2 separate regions of the Mus musculus genome follow, and region 1 is linked to region 2. A link is a contact called in public promoter capture Hi-C data. All regions are on one chromosome and are shown on one strand. Each heading gives the region's core, a stretch centred on a gene start, on an enhancer-like site or on the middle of the called end of the contact. The rest is flanking DNA. Distances are from core to core; before and after follow the strand shown.

Evidence for each region. Promoter capture Hi-C pulls out the DNA fragments that hold promoters and counts their contacts.
Region 1: a contact with region 2 is called in a promoter capture Hi-C map of cranial neural crest. The contact joins the enhancer-like site here to the promoter of Tmem42 in region 2. A contact is called at or near these places in 7 of 39 promoter capture datasets (the C10 cell line, cranial neural crest, embryonic stem cells and 4 more), 1 of 484 Hi-C or Micro-C datasets (spermatogonial stem cells), 2 of 115 datasets of contacts at active chromatin or transcription factors (astrocytes and memory CD8 T cells) and 1 of 9 other capture datasets (adipose tissue).

Annotation. Positions count from the first base shown.
Region 1 is chr9:123,493,563-123,500,502 of GRCm38.p6, forward strand. Limd1 (LIM domains containing 1) reads left to right here. Exons shown (of 8, transcript NM_013860.2): 2 at 6,569-6,670. Among named protein-coding and RNA genes, the nearest start is that of Limd1, 18 kb to the left of the region's middle. Within about 2 kb of position 3,314, at least 28 of the 459 cell types and tissues checked have an H3K27ac peak or open chromatin away from gene starts, as enhancers often do.
Region 2 is chr9:123,018,026-123,024,657 of GRCm38.p6, forward strand. Tmem42 (transmembrane protein 42) reads left to right here and starts at 3,301. Exons shown (of 3, transcript NM_025339.4): 1 at 3,301-3,545; 2 at 4,141-4,287; 3 at 4,814-5,466. The coding sequence starts at 3,354. The coding sequence ends at 4,948. It overlaps Kif15 (kinesin family member 15), which reads left to right. Exons shown (of 35, transcript NM_010620.1): 35 at 43-708. The coding sequence ends at 102.

The DNA of each region.
Region 1 (6,940 bases), core at 2,064-4,563, 480 kb after region 2:
AATCCCATGTCAGATTGCAGCCAGATACAAGGGCAGAGAAATCAGCATATGAATAATACAAGGATAATCTTTACACACTGCACAGTAACATTATGCCTAGATTTAAGAGTTACAACTCTTAGAAATTATTTTTAATTATATGTATGTGTGTATCTGCATGTGGGTATATACAGGAGAGTGCAAGTACCAAAAGTCCAGAGGCCAAAAGCATTGGATCCCCAGGACCTGGTGTTACAGGCAGTTGTGAGCCACTTGATGTGAGTGCTGGGAAAGGGCCTTCCTCTGGAAGGAAGCATGCTTGTAACCACTGAGTCATCTCTCCAGCCCCCATTTAGTAGTTTTATTTTTATTTATGCGTGTATAGGCACACATACTACAGCATGTACTTGGAGGCCACAGAACAATTCTCAGGGTTCGTTTCTCTCCTGTCATATGGGTTCTGGGGATCAAATTCAGGTTGTCAGGTGTATTAGTCATCAGGGTTCTCTAGAGGAACAGAACTGATAGAATGAATCTATCTATCTATCTATCTATCTATCTATCTATTGGCTATTTAGAAAAGGGACTTATTCGAATGTCTTACAGGCTGTGGCCCAGTTAGTCCAACAATGGCTATATCTACAAAACATAAAGTCCAAGAGTCCAGTAGTTGTTCAGTCCATGAGGCTGGGTGTCTCAGTTGGCCATGAGTAGATGCTGGAACTCCCAAAGAAGTAGACTCTAACGCCAGTGAAGGAATGGACTTGGTAGTGAGAGCAAACAAAGTGTGCATGCTTCCTTTTCCCATGTCCTTTATACAGCTGCCAGTAGAAGGTATGGCCCAGATTAAAGGTGGATCTTCCTCCTCCAGGAGATCTGGATTAAAGGTCTACCTTTCCACCTCAAAGACTGGGTTAGAAGTGGATCTTCCCACTACACATGATTTAATTGAGAAAAAGTTCCTTACAGGTATCTCCAGCCATTTGGTTTTTAGTTAATTCTAGATATAGTCAAAATGACAATCAAGAATAGCCATCACATATGGTTTAGGCAGTAAGCATTTTACCTTGCCAGGGCATCCTACTGGCCCCATTTAATAGTTTTGCTTGTTCTAAACCGTAATGTAAATGAATTCATATTGCATTTATATGTGGTTCTATGCTAACTAATCAGTACTATATATTAGATAAGGTATCTTTGAACAGAAAGCACAAGTCAGGGTGGAGAAAAGCTAGCAGCAGCTTATTACGTTTTTAGGCAGAGAGACATTAGACTGAAGCGATAGCAGTTTTGAATGTTTCCTGCTCTTACAGAGGACCCAAGTTTGATTCCTAGTATCCATATTAGCTGGCTTGTGTGTGTATTTCTGTACTGAGATGCCAAGCTAGATAAACACTGCACCCCAATGAGCCACATCTTCAGCTCCTACTTATGTGCTTTTAAATGCTCAGTAATCTTATGTTAGAGGGAATTGATTGAGGGAACATACTCTTTTACCCTTCAAAAGAGTCTAGGGATAAAAAACAGAGCTGGGGCTGGTGAGATGGCTCAGTGGGTAAGAGCACCGGACTGCTCTTCCAAAGGTCCCAAGTTCAAATCCCAGCAACCACATGGTGGCTCACAACCAACTGTAACGAGATCTGACTCCCTCTTCTGGAGTGTCTGAAGACAGCTACAGTGTACTTACATATAATAAATAAATAAATCTTTAAAAAAAAAAAAAACAGAGCTGAAAACCCTTGAATGAAGTGATTTTTTTTTCTATTTACTTGTTGGAAAAGTCCTTTCCGTCTGGTTTCTGTGCTTTCCTGGGAGACTCACTTGGGTCACTTTTTCTTTCAGGGATAGTCAGATCCTAATTTTATGCAAGTAACCATGAATGCAGACTTAGAGTACAGTACCTGACACACATACACACACCCCAATATGACAACTTTCTCCAGGGGTGGCCAGGAGGAGTGTCAGGCATTTTGTTGTTAGGAAGAGTCCTCCTGTCCAGCCAGTAGTCTTTCTAAAGCTCTGACCAGTCAGTAGTCAGATACATCCTGGTAAAATCTGAAACCAGGTCCTCTGCTGCCTTTAGCCCCCTTTCCCTTTCCTCCTGGGATGTTTGATTCTGGGAACCATCTCTGTCCAGTTCCCTTCCTCTGGACAGGGTTGCTTCTGTCTCTTCCTGGAAGATGGCATGACATTCATGTCTGTGCATGGTACACAGTTCATTTACTCTACCAATCTTAAGCCAGGAAGTTTTATTAAGCAATATTTCCTAGGGAAAAAAAAAGCTTTAATGATATGCCCTGTATTCTACTCTAGGCTTCATATAAAACTGATTGTAAAATCTCATTACTGTAGGGCTCGGTAGTTAAAGCCCTTGTCCCACAAGCGAGAGCCACTTCTAACCCAGTCTTTGGGGTTTGGTTCTCCAGCACTCACAAATCCTGGGTAGATGTGGTGATCCGCCTTCAATTTCAGCTTTGGAAGGTGGAGACCGGGGATCCGCAGAGCAAGTCTAGCTATATTGGTGACCTCTGTGTTTGATGAGAGACTTTATCTCAATGAACAAGATGGAAGAGAGATGGAGGAGGGTTCCAGTATCAGCCTTGGACCTCCAGGTGCATGTGTACCCAAACTGGTCCCACTGGGGTTCAAGTAGCAGGACTGTTTGTTCCAAGAAGAAACTTAGGAAGAGACCTGTGCTGGTTGTTAGTGCTATACCCTTACAGGATTGCCCCCATGATCTGACTTCTGTCACTGTAGTTTTTTTTTAAGGATTTATTTTAAATTGTGTTTGTGTCTGAGTCCAGAAGGGGACAATATATCCCCTTGGCACAGAAGTTACAGGCAGACTGCCAGATGTGGGTACTGGGAATGGAATTTTATAACAGCAATTTTAATATAAATGTATGCAGTAAATAAATACAGCATCTGTTTTCTTTATCGTAGCTAGTTTCCCAATAATGACACAGAGAGACCAAGATTTATTTTCGGCTTAAATACAACAACTAGGTATTATAATACTATTCTAATCCTTTAATCTAATCTGGCTACTGTTGTGGCTGGCCAGCGACTCACATGTCTGGGTTCTAGTCTGAGAGGCATCTTGGAACCTGGAAGAGAAGAGGGGGCTAGGCGACGCGAGAGAGACGGAGCTAAGATAAGATTCTGATCAAAGCTCAGTTTTACTATTTCGTGCATCGAGTTATGAAGGAGGGGGGGAGGGGCCCATTCCTGCCAAATCATCCTGGAGTAAAGTTGCAGGTGACCTCGTGTTTGACTCCGGAACAGCAAGGCGGCAGGCAGCGGCAGTGGGAGTGGCAGAACGATAGGGCGGCAGGCTCCACCCCGATGCACACAGTGAAACCTGAGCAAACAGGTTTCAGGCTGAGGGGGTGGGGGAGGTTACAGGCTACCTCCCAGCCAAGATCCCAAATATACTTGGGTTTTTTTATTGCTCTGGCCCTTTGGGCTTCAGGTGTATTCTGTGTCTCTCCAGACCCCCATGGCTGGCAGAAGTCTCTTTACTCTTTTTTTTTTTTTAAAGATTTATTTATTTATTATATGTAAGGCGTCAGATCTCATTACAAATGGTTGTGAGCCACCATGTGGTTGCTGGGAATTGAACTCAGGACCTCTGGAAGAGCAGGCAGTGCTCTTCACCACGGAGCCACCTCTCCAGCCCTCTAGAGTCTCTCTAATCTTCTCTTTATTTCCCAGTCACTGGCTTTTCCAGTTTTTATTGACAAGGCAGAGAATAAATGATGAACGTTGTTTACACAAACCTAAGACAGGAGATTCTTGACACAAGCATTACAGTGCCGGGCCCAGATTGCAACAAGATGTGAGGGCAGAGAAATCAGCATTTGAACAACACGAGGGTAAACTTTACACAGTGCACAATATCATTATGCCTACATAACTGTGGTCCTCACAAGAGCAGCACATGCTGCTAACTTGCGAGCTGTCGCTCCAGCCTGGTTGGTATTGTTTTTATGAATATTCTTGGATCTCTTTGTCCTTCAGGAAGGATTCTGTGAAATTATTGGGTGAGTTAAAAAAAAAAATGTGGGGCTGGTGAGATGGCTCAGTGGGTAAGAGCACCCGACTGCTCTTCTGAAGGTTCGGAGTTCAAATCCCAGCAACCACATGGTGGCTCACAACCATCCATAACAAGATCTGACTCCCTCTTCTGGATTGTCTGAAGACAGCTACAGTGTACTTACATATAATAAATAAATGAATCTTTAAAAAAAATGTGTCTAATTGTCCTTTAAAATGCTATGTATCCTTTTGGGATTTCCCCCTAGAAGAGTGTGTCCATGGGCTACCTGGCAGTGGGCCGTCAGCAGGCTTAGCTGAAGTGAAGTGTGCTGTTTTAAACTCCCTCTTCCTTTGAGGGGGAGAGGCATTGAGGCCAGGAGCTGGAGATCACGGGCAAATTTACAGTGATTGAGAAGTTGCTATCTGAACTTCCTTTCCCACTGAGTGAAGTGAGGCCACGTGTTCGGTGGCAGCTGAAGAAAGAGGTCTGCTGCAATGGTTGTAGCACCAAGTGGCTTTAAGTACTTCCTTTGTGGGTTAGTGATGGCCTCACGGATTGGCTCAGGAACTGCAGAGTGCATGAGAGGGTAGAAGCAGGGGCATCCAGAGAGTCAGGCAATGCTGTGCTGTTCTCACTCGGATCTCATCCTCATGTGCACATGAGGATCAGCTGGTACACTTTGATTTTGGACACTCTGGAGGTGATATTGGGCATCCACCAGCACCTTGCCTGAATAGTGCAAGGTCTAGAGGAGGTGATTGGTAAGTAGACACTCAACACCAGTGGGCAAACGGTACCTCTGGGGATATTTCATCTTTAGTGTGGGAGGGACAGAGTATTGCTAGGGTCATTAGTCTAGTTTGATACAATGGTATGGTCCATTTCTAGAACCTGTTGATGCCCAGAACTCTCAGAACTGGCAGGACCACAGGGTAGATAGCCTTTAGCTGAGAAAAAGCCCCACTCACTTTTCTCTTGATTTAGTAATTTCTTTCTTTCTTTCTTTCTTTCTTTCTTTCTTTCTTTCTTTCTTTCTCTCTCTCTCTTTCTTTCTCTCTCTTTCTCTTTCTCTCTCTCTCTCTTCCTCTCTCTCTCTCTCTCTCTCTTCCTTTCCTTTCCTTTCCTTTCCTTTCCTTTCCTTTCCTTTCCTTTCCTTTTTGGGTATTCGTGTAAATCTGGTGGCCTCAGGATTGTGCAAAGTCTAAGGATAGTCAACAGCTTCTCTTCTTTTTTTCTAATGTTGAGCCCCAGCCTAGGCCACTTTTGTGAGGCCTCATGCAGGATCCAGGTAAGGTGGGAAGCCCCTTTGCCCACTGTGGGAGAACAGTTTCCTCCAGGTAGGCTGAATGCAGTCACCTTTGCTCTTCATCCCATTGCAGCGTCTGCAAAACATGTCTCCAAGTGATAGAGAAATGCTTATGATTGGACAAATGCTGTGTAGCCTACTGGGCAAAGGGACAGGACACAGGGCTGCACTGTCACCTGCAGAAGGTTGCCTTTTTATGGAGGAGCCTTGTAGTTGAGGTTTCAAGTGGAGATGGCCTTTGGTGTGGGTGTGGTAGCAACAAGGCAAAATGGGAGGTGGGCTAGTCCAACAGTGGGAGGTCAGGGGCATGGCTATTCTGAGTGGTTGATGTGAGGACATTTTAAAAAGAGTATAGAAGCTTAGATTTTCTTAGTAGTAATTGGTTTTTCAATTTAAAATAGGAACTCTGGGGGGTGTAGTGGCACACACCTTTTAACCCAGAAGGTATGAAGCAGAGGCAGGCCCATCTCTGTGAGTTCAAGGCCAGCCTGGTCTACGTAGTGATTTCCAAGACAGTGTACTACATAGTGAGACCCTGTCTCAAGAAGAAAAAGAAGGAACTCTAAGGCAGAGGCAGAGGCAGAGGCAGGTGGATCTCTTTGAGTTCAAGGTCAGCCTGGTTACATATCAAATTCCAGGTTAGCCAGGGCTACATTATCTCAATCAATCAGTCACTCAAATTAGGAATTCTGAAACAATGCAGTAACTTTTTTTTACCTGCTGTGTTCTGGGAAAGCTTTAAAACACATATAAATAATTCATATAATATTAAATTTTCAGCCAACTATGCTGACACATACCTGTAGTCCCAGCACTCAGGAGGCTGAGGTAGGAGAATTGTCATTGAGTTTGAAGTCATTGTGGGTTATATAATGAGTTCCAGGCAAGGCTGGGCTACAGAGTAAGATCTTGTCTCAATACGTTTAAACATATCCAAACTCTTTTGAGTTTAGGTTTCCCCCCTGAGCTGTGTTGTAGTCATGGTTTGCTTAGGATTTGGTTTTTTTTTTGTTGTTTGTTTTTTTTTTTTGAATGGTGGGAGCCTTTGAAAGCTCTGGGCAGGTGTGAGAACTGTGTGTGTGTAGGGGAGGGCGTGTTGATGGTAGCTGTTTTTTGTACTTGTAAGAACTGAGCCCTGAGAAATCCATGGATGTGGTGTTATGGTAGGGAGGGTATTCTTTGTTCCTTGGCTTTTTCAAAACTTTTTAAACATCCGAGTTTTCTTCTGACTTGGTGCCTTTCAGGTTCCTGTGTGAAATGCAGCAAAGGGGTGTTTGGAGCTGGCCAGGCCTGTCAGGCCATGGGAGATCTCTACCACGATGCGTGCTTCACCTGTGCAGCCTGCAGTAAGTGTGCAGCAGTGGGGGTGGAAAGAGGAACACAGGCTAAGAGAGTGGGGAGAGGTAAGACTGTAGAGATGGAGCCCTGAGCTTCCTACACCCTAGGCAGCTGCTCTACCATGGAGTCATGCTCCAAGTGGATCATCCTTTAGAGTAAGGATTCTTAACTCCCAGTACAAAGCTAATGAAATGAGGAGACTTATCTCTAAGTACTTCAGATAGTGATAGTAAGTTGAGAGGTTTCGAAGTAGTCCTTAATAACGTTAGAATTGTAAT
Region 2 (6,632 bases), core at 2,051-4,550:
AGCTCCTATAATAATTAATTTCCTTTTTTATTTTAATTACAGGAGACAGAAAAATTGCGTGCTGAAAATCTATTTTTGAAAGAAAAAAAGAAGGAATTCTAAGGATCCCAGCTATCTTCATACACATCACTTTGTTTAGATTGATTCTTTAAAAGTGGGATTGTATTTGCTCACATGGTAGAACTAAACTAAAAGACCTTAACTATGAATCATGGTGCGCACTAATCCCGAGTGTTCCGATGGATAGTGTGCATGCAAACTCAGCAGCCTGTTAAGTAACAATGCATTCCAAGTCATGTGTACATTCTGGAAGACCCTTAAAAGTCTGTAGCTGAGGTCTCTGGTGAATTCTAGTCAGGTCCTTTTCTTCTTTTTTTATTTACTTTATTTTATTTTTTTTTTTTTTGGTTTTTTGAGACAGGGTTTCTCTGTATAGCTCTGGCTGTCTTGGAACTAACTAACTCTGTAGTCCAGCCTGGCCTCGAACTCAGAAATCTGCCTGCCTCTGCCTCCCGAGTGCTGGGATTAAAGGTGTGCGCCACCACGGCCAGTGGGTCCTTTTCTTCTTAGATTCGCCTTTGATAAACTCGCTGTGAATCCGATGGCTGTTTTGTATTGAACTTGTTCATATATATTGGTTTGTTTTGTAACTGTTATGGCCATTTTCTACATGTCCAGTTTTTCAAATAAAATCTTTTTTAAAAACAATGTGTATAAATACTATGCCTTTGTGTATGTACATGTACCACATGTGTGCCTAGCACCCTTTGAGGTCAGAAGAGGGTGTCAGATCTCCTAGAATTAGTTATTAGTGGTTGTGAGCCACCATTCCAGTACTGAGAACCAAACCCAGGCCCTCTGCAAGAACAAGTGTTTTTAATCTCTTAGCTAACTCTCCAGCCCTAGTTTTGAGGGCTATCTTAGTCGGGGTTTCTATTCCTGCACAAACATCATGACCAAGACGCAAGATGGGGAGGAAAGGGTTTATTCAGCTTACACTTCCATAGTGCTGTTCATCACCAAAGGAAGTCAGGACTGGAACTCAAGCAGGAGCTGATGCAGAAGCCATGGACGGATGTTCTTTACTGGCTTGCTTCCCCTGGCTTGTTCAGCCTGCTTTCTTATAGAACCCAAGACTACCAGCCCAGGGATGGCACCACCCACAAGGGGCCTTTCCCCCTTGATCACTAATTGAGAAAATGCCTTACAGTTGGATCTCATGGAGGCATTTCCTCAACTGAAGTTCCTTTCTCTGTGATAACTCCAGCTGTGTCAAGTTGACACAAAACCAGCCAGTACAAGGGCCATAGTAACCAAAGCTATAGGAGAAGCAGGGTCTCATGTAATCCAGGTTTGCTTTTAAACTCCCTTAAGTTCCTGATCCCCCTGCCTCTGCCTCCAAAGTCCTAGGATTTTAGTTACACACCGTCACACCCAGGCCAATCAGGTTCTGACATGGATACACAAATAATACCCTAAATCAACCCCCTAACTTTCCTTGGTTTAAATCACTAATTTTGGAAGTCATATAGCTAGACAATACACTGTTGCCCACTTTTTCTCTACAGAGCATGCATAAGATGTGTGAATTAGTTGTCTTACTTACTTACCTTACTCTGCCAGAACATGAAGGTCATTTCTGTTAATTACCTTTATAATCCGTGGGATAAAGTCTTTGACAGATGCAGCTTAGATTTGTTTTAGCTTCTCCTATCAGTTGTTGCCACACACTATCTCCATTATTAAGTGGAATAGTACAGTGAGTACCCTTGAGTCTCAACTTCCTTATCTGCAAATTGGAGTGGTTTATACCACATAGGACTAATTGGGATAATCTATTCTTTTTATTTAAAATTTAATTTTATGTATTAATGTGTATCTGTGTTCAGGTGTATATATATGTACATGAGGATAGGTGCCTTTGGAGGCCAGAAAATAGTGGAACCCCTGGAGGTATGAGGTTGGGAGGCACTTGTGGGAAGGTTGCAAGCTGCCTAACTGCTAAGCAATCTCTCCAAACCCCAGTAATCCATCCTTTTATTTCATCCACAAAACCACCCGCATGAGAAGCAAGGTAGCATGTAAGAATGTCCATGAAAAAGCTCTTTAACAGGGAATAAAGTGTTTCTTCCAAGCCCCATACATTAAATATTATTTGTATTTTATATATCAACAAAACAAGTTTTGCTGTGTAGCCCTGGCTATGTAGAGCTATTTAGAGCAGGCTGTTCTCGGACTCACAGAGATCCACTTGCCTCTGCTTCCTCATGTGTACCAACCACCACACTTAGCTCACGTTATACACTTCTACAGCTCTCCTTTAAGGAAATGTATCCCTAACATATATCCATACACACTGCCATTGACTGAATTCAGGATTTTTCATGTATTATGGAAGCACTGAGCTATAACCCCAACTCTCCTTTATTACAAAAACAAAAACTTTTTGAGAGTCTCAAAAAGTCCTTGGCTTGCTTAGTACCTCTCTGTTGGTCAGGCTGGCCTCAAACTCAGTAATTCTACCTCAGCTTCAGAAGTGCTAGGATTACGGGTGTGTGCCACCATGCCTGGCTGCCAGCCCTCTCAAGTGAGACAATGTCTCCCTAAGTTGCTCAGGATGACCATTAACTGCCTCAGCATCCTAAGCATCTGGAATTACCGACAGTAGATGACATTTTACGGTTTGTTTGGGTTTTTTTTTTTTTTGGTTGTTTTTTCAATTTTTTTGTCGTTCTCAATTACTTTACACGAACTTAGAAGTGACTGTGCTTCTGATGGTCCAGGCAGAACAAACGTTTTCCCAAACAACGTTCTGTCTCAAGCGGCCGGTCTCCAGATCCATCATCTCCTGCGTCCACGAGGGAGCAGAGGTGCTTTGAAGGTGCAGCTTGGCTTCAGGATTAGCATGTTAGGTGCGCATCCATGTAAAGTGGCAGACCTCCCCGTCTTCTCAGAAGCAGGTTCCCCTTGACTGCAGGGCTCTTTCAGAAACAAGGTTACTTCCGCCGCAGGTTCTCCTCGGAGATAAACTCCCCTCCTCCCCAAGTTCACGTCAGCAGATTCCTCTCTCACAGTAGGTACCTCTCGGTAGCACGCTTCCTTCAGTGGCGCACGGTCCTCGCTACCGGATTCCCATCCCCCAGGTTCGCCGGAGCCGCAGGCTCTCCTTAGTCGCGGGTTTGCACACGCTGCAGGGTATGGGCTCCAGATTCCTTTCATTTGTAGGCTCGGCTCGGCTCGGCTCCGGACTCCACTGCAGCAGATTCGCCTCACTCGCCTGGCTCCGCCCTAGCCGGGCTCACGGCGGGTGGCGGCGTGCGTGGCAGTCGGCCGTGGCGGGCGCAGCGGGCCTCATGGCGGCCGGTCCGCAGTCCTCGGGTGCCGCCGTGTCTGCGGCCGCTTACCCTGACTCACCCGTGGAGTTACCCGCTCGCCTACAGAAAGGCGCGATGCGGCGCCGCTTCTGGGGCGTGTTCAACTGTCTGTGCGCCGGGGCGTTCGGGGCTCTGGCCGCCGCCGCCGCCAAGCTGGCCTTCGGGAGCCAGGTGCAGCCCGGGGCGCCACGCGGGGGCGGGGCGGGGGGAGGGCGGGGCGGGGGGAGGGCGGGGCGGGGGGAGGGCGGGGCGGGGGAGGGCGGGGCGGGGCGGGGAGGAGGGCGGCTTAACCTGGGTTCCCGCCTGCGCCCATGTTGGACCACCTGGTTTTAGGCACTGCCTCCTGGGGGAGGACCTCGAAGCCCACCTCTCAGTTTAAGTCCCCTTGCCATAGCTTTTTTAGCACGTGACACCTAAGGTGAGATAACCGGTTGCCCATCTCTTCCTGTCCTTGGCAAGAGTTCGGACTGAGCGCCTGCGGAGCTTCTGCATCAGAGAATTCGATCCTGACCTGAACAGGGGACTGCTTGATATAGATTTCTGGCGACTTACAGTCCTTTTGTAAAGTCATATCTTTCCAGAAGGCTACTCAGCTACAAGAAATTTGAGGTCTTCGTGGAAGATAACCCTGCCCCCTGTCTGCAGGCAAATTCCTCTGCCTATCAGTCAGGGTCCGCATATGCTTTGTATGAGACGTGTAAACATCTCCCAGTCTTTCAAGGTTATGCCCATGGTGGTTGTAGCTCAGTGACACTTTCTCCTGCAGGTCAATATTGGCTTATGTGTCTTAGGCATCGTTGCCATGGCAAGCGCCAATTCTCTGATGTGGACCTTCTTTAGCCGGGGCCTCAGTTTCTCTATGTCTTCAGCCATTGCATCTGTCACAGTGACTTTCTCGAACATACTTTGCTCGGTGAGTAGCCTGGTGACCTTGTTCTTAGGGTTCTTGGTGAGTTAGTTGTCCTTGGGAAACCCCTGATTTTCCAGGCTCTAGAAAGGACAGGGAGTAAAACAAAAGTTGGGCTGTCTCCAGGCAAGGAACAGTTAAACATGGAAAACTTAGGAGTGAAACCTATGTCACTCTGGGATAACACCAGCTATCTCAATCAAGAACTCTAACATTAGCTATGGGGTCTAGGGGGTCTGGTCAAGGGAACCCAGTCTTGAATTGGAAGACAGCTTAACTTGGGTTTATGATTACTGGGTACTAGCTATGTCCGTACTGGCCCTACCTGCTAGCCTGCTGAGCCTCAGTGCTCAGCTGGGGTGGTAACCTCTTACGTCCACAGAGGAGACAGAAATACGTGGATTGATCATGAAGGTGGTTGCTGGATGCAAAGCACCAGACTTTGGCCTCTAGCCCCTCAGGAAGAAATCAGCCAAGGAATGGTGGAGCCTACCAGGGTAGGCCAGGTCCCTTACAGCTGTCTCTTCCACAGGCCATCTTAGGCTACCTGCTGTATGGAGAGTGCCAGGAGATCTTATGGTGGGGAGGGGTGTTCCTCATCCTCTGTGGGCTCACCCTGATCCACAGGAAGTTTCCACCCACCTGGAAGGAGAGCAAGGAGCAGTGAGGCCAGTCGGTGGATAGACCAGACCCACTGTAAAGAGAACCATGATACCCAGCCAAGGGTTGACAAGTTGGGCTGCTTCCAGGGCGGCCTGGGAGTGCAGCCCTTAAGTGTCAGCCACATGGAGATGGTGGACCAGCCACTGGCCTCTGACCTCCTCACAGCCTGGAAAGTTAAAGCATTAGCTCCTGTAAGGGGAAGCTAACCACCACAGTATGAGGCCCAAGTCCTTCAGTGTTGGTATAGTGCCTTGATTCTTGTGCACCAGGGAATATTGGAAGACTCTGTGATCATGGGTTACACAGCAACATGGCAGGTACCTGAAAAAAACAAAAAACATGTGATTAGAATCCTGCCCTTCATGTACCCCAGCACTGGCAGTTGGCTTTCTGAAAAAACAAACAAACAAACAACAAAAAAAAAACAACTTGATGTGTCATGCCTCAGGTGGTCCGTGATGCCTATGAATCCACAGCAAAAGAAGGGAACGTGGGCTAATAAACACTTGTAAGCTAAAGCTACTGGATATGGAATTTGAGGGTTTTTTTCCAACGTGGAGGTAAGGGCCTGCACCCAGGTAGGTGAGTTCTCAGAATTGGGGTAGTGGGGTAGTGAGTACAAATGGAGATTTTCTCCATATTCATCTGGACAGGTGACAGGAAGAGCTTGCCGACACAGATCCACTGCTTCTGCTAACTGCGACCAAACCTCTCACACTCCTACAGTAGTTCCTCTCTTCATATCTCCTCTGTCCCTACATACTTGAATCCCCGCCAAACAGCTAGCATGGGAAGGTTTGCAGGTCCGTAAGGTCCGGTTCCGCTGTGTGCTTCTGTGCTGTGTGCTTCTGTGTTTGCCCTCCCCTCTGCCCCGCACTCTCTTACTTGCCCCGCTCCTGGCAACAGTCTCTGCTCCTAGGTCTAAACTCCTTTAAACTCTCAAGGGGTTCAGGACAAAAACAAACAAACAAAAAACCAAAACCATCCTGACCACTCCATGAGGAAGATGTTTTAGGTGAAACCAAGTCTCGGGGGCCAGTGGAGTGACTTGTCCAACACTCAGCTAACAAGTGCTAGAGCGATAGTCAGCCCTGCCTTCTTTCTCTAAGCCTCATTCCTTTTTCTTTTTTCTTTTTTTTTTTTTGGTTTTTCAAGACAGGGTTTCTCTGTGTAGCCCTGGCTGTCCTGGAACTCACTTTGTAGATCAGGCTGGCCTCAAACTCAGAAATCTGCCTGCCTCTGCCTCCCAAGTGCTAGGGCGACTTTCAGCCCTGCCTTCTTTCTCTAAGCCTCATTCTTTTTCTCTTTTTTTTTTTAAGATGTATTTACTTATTATATGTAAGTACACTGTAGCTGTCTTCAGACACAGCACAAGAGAGCATCAGGTTTCATTATGGATGGTTGTGAGTCATCATGTGGTTGCTGGGATTTCAACTCATGACCTTCAGAAGAGCAGTCGGAGCTCTTAATCACTGAGCCATCTCTCCAGCCCTAAGCCTCCTTCTTAATCCTCATCACTGATCACTGCCTCACTCTCACAGCAGCAAATCAAGGCCAGAGACACTAAAGAAACTGTCCCACATTGTACCAAGTCTCAAAACCCTCTTGTCACTAGCCACTTCCTTGTCTGTGAGGGCGCCATGTTCCATGTGATGGTCTATGTTAATCCCTTCATTCTACCTCTGAGG